Linked DNA regions of Sus scrofa: region 1 is linked to region 2. Evidence: chromatin contacts called from public HiChIP or PLAC-seq data. All regions are on one chromosome and are shown on one strand. The core of a region is the stretch at or near the end of the contact, and the rest is flanking DNA. Distances in the headings are between cores, read along the strand shown. Region 1 holds the start of PGLS (6-phosphogluconolactonase). Region 2 holds the start of FCHO1 (F-BAR domain only protein 1).

Region 1 (5,146 bases), core at 890-3,389, 210 kb before region 2:
CTGGTATCCTTTCTTGGTATCTTTTGAAAGACAAGAGTTTTTCATTTTGATGAAACCAGTTTACCTGTCTTTTGTTGCTCTTGCTTTTGGAGTCATTGTCTAACCCGAGGTCATAAAGATTTACTCATTTGTTTTCTTGTAAGAAATTTTTTTAGTTTTAGCTCTGACGTTTAGGTCTTTGATCAATTTTAATTTTTATATATGGTGTGAGGTAGGGATCTGTATTAGTTTTCTAGTGCTGCTGTAACAAATCGCCACATACTTAGTGGTTTAAAATAACACCAATTATTTTATAGTTCCTGGAGGTTAAGAAGTCAGAAATGGATTTTACTTGGCTAAAATCAAGGTTTGGTAGGGCCACATTCCCTGTGGAGCTTCTGAGAGAACCCATTCCTTTTCCTTTTCCAGTGTTTAGATACTGCCCATCTTCTTTGGCTCATAGCCTCTTCCTCCGTCTTCAAAGCCAGCAACAGTGGGTTGAGTCTGTTTCATGCTGTCAGTTCTCTGGTCCTCCTTCCACTTTTAGTGACCCTTGTGATTACACTGTGTCCACCCAAGTAATCTCCTTTAAGGACAGTTGATTAGCAACCTAATTCTATCTGCAACCTTAATTCCCCTTGCCAAGTGATCTAACATTCACAGGTTTCAGGAGTTAGGAAGTGGACAAATTTCAGGCCCATCATTTCGCCTACTATGAGGTTCAACTTCATTCTTTTCCAAGTGACAGTCTAGTTGTCCCACTACTTTACCACTTGTTGAAAAGATTATTCTTTTTCCCCTTGAATGGTCCTGGCACCCTTGTTGAAGATCCATTGATGATGGACATATGGTTTGCTGCTTTTATATCACAGCTCTATCCCACTGATATAGTTGTCTATTCTTATGCCAATACCACACTGATGACTGTAGCTTTGTAGTGTTTTGTTTGTTCGTTTTTTGCTTTTTAGGGCCGTAACCATGGCATGTGGAGGTTCCTAGGCTAGGGGTCGAATTGGAGCTATAGCTGCCAGCCTATGCCACACCCAAAGCAACGCAGGATCCTATACCACAGCTCAGGGCAACGCTGTATCCTTAACCCACTGAGCGAGGCCAGGGATTGAACCCTCAACCTCATGGTCCCTGGTTGGATTTGTTCCACTGTGCCACAATGGGAACTCCCTTTGTAGTAATCTTGAAATCAAGATGTTTGAGTCCCCTAATTTAGTTCAAGATTGGCTTGGCTATTCTGGGGTCCCTTGCAATTCCATATGAATTTTAGGATAAGCTTGTCATTTTCTACAAAAAAGTCTCTCGGAATTTTGATAGGGATCGTGCTGTAGCTATAGGCCAATCTGGGGAGGGTTGCTGTCTTAACATTATGAAATCTTCCAATCTGTGAACATGGGATATGTTTTCATTTAATTAGATCATTTAAAAAACTTTTTCAGCAAAGTTTTGATTTTCAGGGTACAAGTCTTGCACCTCTTCTGCTAAATTTATTAAGTACTCTCTTTGATGCTGCTGTAAATAGAATTGTTTTAATTTGCTACTGCTTTTAAAGATGCACTACCCATGCAAATCTCATTGCACTTACACACTCCTAAACTCCCTGGCTTTGATATGTGGTCAGGCTGCCCTGGCCCACCAGGCCTCCTGCCCCTTCCAGCCCTCCTTGCCCATGTTATCCCCTGCATACTCTATCTTATTAACCAAGGTCCACTTGCCGCAGTTCCGGAACTTCTCCAGGCCAGAGCCAGGATGGAGGCTTCTGAGTCCTCAGAGACACAAAGAGGTCTCCAGGGAGAATATGCAGGAGAAATTCAACAAGTCTATTTTCATTCTGTTAACTGAGTTCAGAGAGCTTTCAAGGACTCAGTGAACAAAACAAATATCCCTCGCCTCATCAAGCATACATGCATACATATATATATATATATATTTTTTTTTTTTTTTTTTTTTTTTTTTTGGCTTTTAGGGCCGCACCAGCGGCATATGTAGGTTCCCGGGCTAGGCATCGAATCCGAGCTGTAGTCCCCGGCCTACGCCAGAGCCACAGCAAGGAGGGATCTGAGCCGCATCTGCGACCTACACCGCAACTCACAGCAACGCCAGATCCTTAACCCACTGAGAGAGGCCAGGGATTGACCACGCGTCTCATGGATCAAGCTTATATTTTAAAGAGAGAGAGAGACAACACACACCAAGATAAACACGTTAGAAGGTTCAGGAATTTCAACGTCCACCAAAAATACACCTTCCTCCGGGAAATCTCCCATCTCCTCCCTCCACTCCATCACACCCCAGGTCCCCTTCTAGGAGCCTGGATGCTCTGAATTCCCCTCTGCGGCCCCGCCTCCTGACACTGGGAAGTTGAGCGCACTGCGAGCCTGCTGCAGCCCAAGATAGAGCTTAAACACCCTGCAGAGTGAAAGAAGCGCAGCCAGACAGACTGCACGGCCTGCCAGGACTTCACTCGTGGGACTGCGCATGTGCCTAAGACAGCCGCCCAAAGGCCGGGAGCGCTGTGTGGCAGAACTGGCCTTTGCGCAGACGCACTGGTGGCTGCCGGGAGGGTTTCCGCCTCCCTGCTGCCGCCGCCGCCGCCGCCGCCATGGCCGCGCCGGCCCCCGGCCTCATCTCGGTTTTCTCGAGCCCGCAGGAGCTGGGCGCGTCGCTGGCGCAACTGGTAGCGCAGCAGGCAGCGTGCTGCCTGGCGGGGGCCCGCGGCCGCTTCGCGCTTGGCCTGTCAGGCGGTAGCCTTGTCTCCATGCTGGCCCGCGAGCTGCCCGCCTCCGCTGCCCCGGCCGGGGCCGCCAACCTCGCGCGCTGGACTCTGGGCTTCTGCGACGAGCGCCTGGTGCCCTTCGAGCACGCCGAGAGCACGTACGGGCTCTACCGGGTGAGAGCTACGGGGGCCGCTGGGGGTCACGTTAAGAGGGCCGCCCCCGTCCTACGAACGCAGCTACGGGGGCCCCTGGGGGTCATTTCAAGCTGGCTGCGCCCACCGCCTGAAACCGGCCACGGAGGTCATGCAGGGTCACACTGTGCCCCGCCTCTGTCTGGACTTGAGCTGGGAACTGTCATCTGGGTTCCTCAAGGTCCCATCTGGACGGCACCTCCACTGCCCTCTGGGCGGAGCAGTGGAGACCTTTAAGCCCCTTGATGCTTTATCTGGTAGCCGGCCAGAGGGAATGGCATGGGCAAAAGCGTGGAGGTGAAACAGAGTGCTCCATTGCAGGGTCCTAAAGAAGTTCTGGCGCCAGCAGCCTTGTAGCGTGCAAAAGCATTGAAAGAAGAGCCAGGCAGGAGGGATCTGGTATGTGTCCACTTTGAAAAAAATGCACAACCTGAAAGCTGAGTTAAGTTTTATTGGGGGCAAAAAACAAAATTAGGACCTAAGCCTGGGAGACAGCATCTCAGGTAGCCCTGAGCAACCTCCAAGGAGGCGGGGCTGGGAGGGGCAGGTCGCTAGGGTATATAGGAGAATTTTCAACAAAGGTCTGGTAGTAAGAACAAAAGATTTACACGGAAACCTGATTTACAGAAGACCAGTTTCTATGGGAAGAAGTCAGTGTGTGGCTTTACTGGAATCACTCCGTTGATAGGCACCTCAGCTGTGGGCCAGTCTGCTTTCTTTCTTTCCTGAGTTCCCTTAGGGTTCACCAGCTCACCCTTGGGAGTGGCTGCACTACCAGATAACTGTGATATCTTTTGTCCACTTAACTATAGCTCAGGAGGCAGTATTTCAGACAGCTCTGAAATACTGTGCCAAAGAGGAGAGGGGGACTATCAAGATATGTCATAAAGTTGAAAGGGGAGGTGCATATAGCCATAACTCATTTTATAGAAGTTTGCTGCTGGTCTCCTGAAGGTTACTGCTAGTCACAGACATCAGTCCTCATGAAGGATTTTAGTTTTTTTCTAGATATGAGGAGATGCTTGGGCTCGTGAAATCTTCTAAAGATTTTTAACTCCCTGAAGACCAGTTTTTCAAGAGTACAGGGTGCCTCACTCCTGGTCTCCACACTGAGCTCTGCTCAAGGGGTGCTTCTGGTCAGCAGCTGCAGTGGCTTATGATTTAATTCCTTAGAGGAAGGTGACAAGTGCCAAACTCCAGTTCACATGTGGAACTGGCCTCCGTTTCCCCATCTCTAACCTGGATGAATTCTTGATGGTCTCCATGCAGCTTGTGAAGCTGATGACTCCATGGCTGGTTGTCTTTGACTTGGGGCCCCAGGCACCTATAGAATCAGGGGAACACCAACCGTGCACAAGCAGGGAAACTGAGGCTTGGAGGAGCTAAGATATGAGGCATCTCACCACTCGTCCAACACACACACACACACACACACACACACACACACACACAGGGAGGTGTGGGAGGGGCAGTTTGGGGCAGAAGCCTCAGGTCACTAGTCCTGGGTGTGTTGAGTTGTCTTCACAAAGAAAGTTGAGCTGATTTTTTTTTTTTTTTGTAATATGCAAGTAGGTTTACTAATGACCAAGCCCTTTGCTTTACCCACATCATCTTGTAAAACCCCACAATAGTCTGTGAGGCGGGAGCTGTTAGTACATCCATTTCCTAGATGGAGAAACTGAGGCTGAAAGGAAAGTCTCCTAGTGACCATCAAGAGAGCCAAGCTATGAACCTGCCTGGCCTACCCTGCTCCGACAGCCCCTGGGATACATTTCAGGGTCAGGGGCTACTTTAGTTTGATTTCCTGTGGCTGTGGCTTAGGCCAGTGGCTGAAGCTCCAATATGACCCCTAGCCTGGGAATTTCCATATGCCATGGGTGCGGCTCTAAAAAGACAAAAGAAAAGAAGTAAAAGCCCACTTTTTAAAACTCCCCGGAATTTTTTTTTTTTTTTTTAATTAAAGTATAGTTGGAGTTCACATTGTGTTGCAGCGGAAACGATCCGATTAGGAACCATGAGGTTGCAGGTGTGATCCCTGGCCTCGCTCGGTGGGTTAAGGATCTGGCGTTGCTGTGGCTGTGGTGTAGGCTGGCAGCTGTAGCTCCAATTAGACCCCTAGCCTGGGAACTTCCATATGCCATGGGTGCGGCCCTAAAAAGCAAAAAAGAAAAAAAGTATAGTTGAGTTATTTGTTTTATTTTGAGACTAATAAAAAGACTGTGTGTGACTTTGAAAGACTTTTATTTAGGA
Region 2 (5,690 bases), core at 1,169-3,668:
GATGTTAATAATAAGGGAAATTGAGTGTGGGATACACAGGAACTTGCTGTATTATCTTCTCAATAATTCTGTAAATGGAAAACTATTCTAAAATTAAAAGTTTATTTTTATTGGTACAACCACTGTGGAAAACAGTATGGAGGTTGCTCAGAAAACTAAATATAGAACTATCATATGATCCAGCAATCCTACTCCTGGGCATGTATCCAGGCAAAACTTTTATTCAAAAAGATACATGTGGAGTTCCTGTTGTGGCGCAGTGGAAATGAATCTGACTAGGAACCCTGAGGTTGCGGGTTCAATCCTTGGCCTCGCTCAGTGGTTAAGGATCCAACATTGCCATGAGGGTGGTGTAGGTCGCAAACGAGGCTCAGATCTGGCGTTGCTGTGGTGTAGGCAGGCAGCTACAGCTCCGATTAGACCCTTAGCTGGGAACCTCCAAATGCCACACGTCTGGCCCTAAAAAAAAAAAAAGAAAGGAAAAAAACATGCACCTCTATGTTCTCAGCAGCACTATCCACAACAGCCAAGACATGGAAATAACCTAAAAGTTCATTGGCAGATGAATAAAGATGTGATACACATACACAATGGAGTACTACTCAGCCATAAAAGAATGAAATAATGCCATTTGCAGTAACATAGATGCAACCAGAGATTCTCATATGAAGTGAAGTAAATCAAAAAGAGAAAGACTAATACTGTATGATATCACATACGTGGAATCTTAAATATGGCACAAATGAACCTATCTACAGAACAGAAATAGACTCACAGACATAAGAGAACAGACTTGTGGCGGCCAAAGCGGGGGGGGGGGTAGGAGGGGAGTGGGATCGACTGGGAGTTTGGAGTTAGTAGATGCAAACTATTACCTTTGGAATAGATAGGTAATGAGGTCCTGCTGAACAACACAGGGAACTATCCAATCTCTTGGGATAGAACATATGGAAGATAATATGGGTAAAAGAATATATATGAATATATACATACACTGCGTCACTTTGATGTACAGCAGAAATTGACAGAACACTGTTAATCAACTATACTTTAATAAAAAAACTTTTTAGGATTTTCCGTTGTGGCTCAGTGGGTCAAGAACCTGATGCTACAAGCTGCAGCATAGGTTGCAGATGTGGTTGGGATCTGGCATTGCTGTGGCTGCGGTTTAGGCTGCAGCTCCTATTTGACCCCTAGCCTGGGAACGTCCATGTGCCACAGGTGCAGCCCTAAAAAAAAAAAAAATTTTTAAGTTTACTTTTAAAAAACCCTGTAGTTGCCATGGGGAACATGGATTGTCTGGGGCAGAGGTGGAGGCAACCAGAGGTCCAAGTAGGAAGCCCGGGCAGCGTCAAGACTGGAGATGACTAGGCCTGGGCTCAGGTCACTACAGGTTACAGAAAAATGAGTAAATTTGGGGTGTTTCAGAGTCACAGGGCTAGCAGGACCAACGTGGATGATGAAAGGAAGAGGAGACTCCTCGGGAATTCCAGGCCTCTGGCCAGGTTCCTGAGACGCCTTTCTAAGCTGAGGAAGTTGGTGGAGGACAGGCCTGGAGGCAGTCAGATCAGCTCGGTATCCAAGTGGAGGGTGGATGGAGACAGGCACTGTATAAATCTCATTTTATGAGAACTCAGTTGAAGGCAAGGCACCTGAGCCTTTCAGATTTGTGATGTTAACAACATTGTTAAGGATGGTTCTCCCCGGGAGTTCCCATGGTGGCTCAGTGGTTAACGAATCCGACTAGGAACCATGAGGTTGTGGGTTCGATCCCTGGCCTTGCTCAGTGAGCTGTGGTGTAGGTCACAGACAGGGCTCGGATCTGGAGTTGCTGTGGCTCTGGCGTAGGATGGTGGCTACAGCTCTGATTGGACCCCTAGCCTGGGAACCTCCATATGCTGCGGGTGCGGCCCTAGAAAAGACCAAAAAAAAAAAAAAAAAAAGGATGGTCTCCCCACCCCTGGGGCCAGATCCTGAGCATTCAGCCTCAGAAGGCTGTGTACTTGCTGTGTGGCCTACTGGAGTCTTCTCTGAGCCTCAGTTTCCCCATCTGTAAAATGAAAATCAATAATGTCCTGCTCACAGACTTTTAGGAGGGAGTCAAAGGAGTCCTTCTTAGTGTTTGGCACACTCAATAAACTGTAGTCACCCTTCCCACCCGGTGTCAGGTGGACGGAGCAGGACTTATCGCTTTAAATTATGCAAATAATTGCGGGTGGTTGTGGGGGATAGATTAAAAAAAGAGCCGCTTCTCTGACTCAGCCAATCAGTGCACTGGGCTGAAGGAGCTGGCCGCCTAAATGGCCCAATGGCTGGCCGCGAGCACTCAGAACCCGCCCCTGCCTCCCAGGCCGCCGTGGGGGTGGGGACTCTCTCGACCACGCCCCAGGGGCGGAGCCATCCTGTGGCCGCGCCGCAGCCGCGGAGGGAGGGGCGGGGCAGGCTCGGGTGTCAGCGACCGAGCCGCAGGTGGCCGCGGGCGCGGGGCTCGGCCCGAGTTCGGGAGGTGAGTGCTGCCCGGGAGACACCCCCGAAACCCTCTTGGATGCGCAGTACCCCAGGCGCATCGTGTCTGGCGGCCCTGCGGGTCCCGGAGGTCAAAGGCGCGGCTGGGCGTGAGGGATGGCGAACAGGGGGTGGGGGGCTGCGCTGTGGGCACCCGGTCCTACCCCGGGCCATAATCGGGGGTCCGCGGAGGGAGATAGAGGCCGCTCCCAAACCTTCCATCTCCTGGCCTAGAACTGGAGCGTGCATCCGGGCAGCTATAAAGCAAGACCCCTCCCCAAATCCCTTTATTCTAAGCCTGGATCTAGGTCTAGGTTCCGGGGCTGCAAAATGGGGATGCCTCTCTCTCTCCAGCTTAGGACCAGGACAACCGAAATGGAGACCACCCCCAAATTCCTTCTTCTCAGCACCGGTCTGCAGACCCCTGGGTAAAGAGATGAGGAACCCCTTCCTCCTTTTCTCTGCTATGAACCCCTATCTAGGCCTGGCCAAAAAGCAAGGGGTCCCCTGGCCCCTCCTCTTGAGTGTCCTTTTCCAGCCCCCTACCACAAGGATGGGGCGGGTCGGGGGCGGGGTGGCGTTTCACTAGCATCTTCTGCAGGAACCTCAAGGCTGGAATTTTGGGGAGGGGTCAGTGTGGGGTCCTTTACCTGGTAGCCACAGGCCAGGCCATGCCTGGAAGGTCCTGAAGCGTGGACTTGGGGGTGGTCCCTGCTTCAGTCGGTTTGGGGGGGGGGGTAGGCAGCCAGCATCTGTTCCCAGAGATTAAAATAAATCGAGGTAAATCAGGATCTTGCTGGAGGCTGAATGCAAGTGGGGTGCGGAGGAGGGTTAGGGGGTGGGCAGCCCCTCCATCTGCCTCATATCCCAGAATTCGCCCGCCCCAGCCGCAGTGGGGACCAGGACATGGCTTTGGATGGACTTGCCTCTCTAGTGACCTTGGGCAGGTGACAGACCTTCCTGAGCCTTGGTTTTTTCATTTGAAAATGGGGTTGGAGGCTTGGAGCCTGTATTCTACAGATTCTCAAACCCACCCACCCCATCTTTTGTCAAATTGTGACTCCACTCTTTTGCTTTAGATGTTGGGAGTTGGAGGTGAGAGAGCAATGGCTTGCTGGCCTCTGAGCCTCAGTTTACTGCACTGCAAATGGGTTGATAGTCACACTCTGGCATTGCTGGAGGGGTTGCTCTGCCAGACAATAAAACATCTTACCAAGCTGCCATCATCGGAATAGGGACTCTGCCTCCCTGGTCACACCGGCGGGACTGCCTGGGGCACACCTTGACCCACATACCTTCACCTACACCAGGGGCAAGCCAGTTCCTGGGCGGGATCCAGAGCAGGAAGAGGTGGGAGGCACTGGGACTGGTTCTCCCCAGTGCCTCCCACCTGGAGCTCCATCCCTGTAGTGGAGCTGGGAGCCCACCACTTCTGGGTTCAAATCCATCTCTCCTGCATGTGGCTCTGCCACCTGCAGTTTGGTGTATTCTGCTGTGAAACAGGATGAATCCCCCTTGGAAGGTCAGAGGCGACTCAGAAAGTGGGGGTGCTGTAAATGCAGACATGATCATTATAATACTGTAATCGTTAACATATTGTAATTATAATACTAATTACAATGTCACTGAGCACAAATGGGGTCACAGATGGCACAGGTAGGGGCAGGGGTAGGAGAGGGGAGGTCTGCAAATGTGTCGCCTGCGGTGTCTTCAGAGCTAGGGATTCAGGTACACAGTTGGTGCTCAATAGGTGTTTGCCAAGTAAAGTGATGGAGAGGGAGGGGAGCAGTGGAGAAGACTGAATAATTCCTGAGCGGGAGCTTAGATGCCATTCATGGCCGGTCACTGTGAGACACGGGGCTGTTGCTTCACTTGCCTTCTTGAGGGCGATGGCTGAGTTGAGACATTGCCTCCAAGTGCCACTATGAGAATCAAGACAGATTGTGTAAATGGTCACAGCCCTGGATGGCCAGCACTAGAGGGGAGGAAGTGCATGACAGAGCTGGTCCTGGAAACAGCATAGCCAAGAGGCCGGTCACTGGAAATGAAGAGAAAAACCCCAAACTGGCCCTACTGTGAGCAAACTGGAGTCCCAGGGGAGCAAATGACAGATCCTATGTTGCAGGACCCCAGAGGCCCAGAGAGGTCAGGGGCAACCCTAGGTCACCCAGTGAGAGGTCAGGGGCTCTGGATAACCGGTCAGGAGCGGGAGCCTTGCCTTCTTTGCTGACTTGGTTCCTGTCATGTTTTGTCTGTTCCTGGACCTGGACTGGCATAAAGCCCCAGGGTTTCGGGAATTGGTGCTGGGAGGCTGGATCTCCAGGCAGCACCCCAAGCCTGTATTAGACGCCACTACCGCCCCCCACCCCAGGGAAGGACTCTGTCCCTCATTTCTGGCAGCCAGAGGATGGGGGCATCCGGGTCAGCTGACAAGCTGCTGTGTGACCTTGGGCAAGTCAAGGTCCATCTCTGGGCTTTGCCCTGGTGCTACGGAGGGTGGGAGACCTAGGTTTGAGCAAGGATGACTTCGTCAGACACAGTGACCACTAGACAGGTGATCACCATGTCTCAATACTTTTAAAGGTCCCTGAAGGTGGTTTAATTTCTTTTAAAATCAAAAGAGGAAAACAAAAAAAAAGTAAAGCAAGCTTTGGGGTCAAAGAAAACATTTACTATATGGTATTAATATATTTGTTTCTATGCTAAACACAGTTGTAAAATATAGCTTAAATTTTCTTTTGTTTTTAGTGGAGGAAGGGGCCCATGAAAGCAGAAATGCCTCAGGCCTATAAAAGTCCTAAAGCGGCCCTGTGTTCGAGTCTTAGTCCTTCCATTCACAGGCTGTGCAGCCTTGGGCCTGTGGTGTCCCCTCGCTGAGTCTTGGGTTCCCCCCAGGAAGCAGGCATCACTGGCCCACCTCAGAATGCTGAGATGTGGAATGCTTAGCCCAGGGTTGGTGCTCAGTTTGTGGGTGCTGTTATTTCACAATTGTTGTCAAGATTATTTGCTTGGTAATAATAGCCTGAACCAGGGGGACTCAGCCTCAGTGTACCCACCCAGGGCCTGCAGGGCTCCAGGGAAGTCCCATGGGTGCTGGTCTGGAGAGGGGGAAGGTGAGGTGGCGGTTGGGCGGTGGGCGGGGCAGGGTGAGTTTCCTGTCCCCCAGACACACGGGCCTCTGCCTG

Evidence for each region. HiChIP or PLAC-seq counts read pairs in DNA pulled down with a chosen protein or histone mark.
Region 1: a contact with region 2 is called in an H3K27ac HiChIP or PLAC-seq map of alveolar macrophages. The contact joins the promoter of PGLS here to the promoter of FCHO1 in region 2. A contact is called at or near these places in 1 of 5 promoter capture datasets (fetal liver) and 2 of 2 datasets of contacts at active chromatin or transcription factors (alveolar macrophages and skeletal muscle).

Annotation. Positions count from the first base shown.
Region 1 is chr2:60,195,030-60,200,175 of Sscrofa11.1, reverse strand. PGLS (6-phosphogluconolactonase) reads left to right here and starts at 2,139. Exons shown (of 5, transcript XM_021083556.1): 1 at 2,139-2,878. The coding sequence starts at 2,591.
Region 2 is chr2:59,987,239-59,992,928 of Sscrofa11.1, reverse strand. FCHO1 (F-BAR domain only protein 1) reads left to right here and starts at 2,418. Exons shown (of 28, transcript XM_013987487.2): 1 at 2,418-2,506.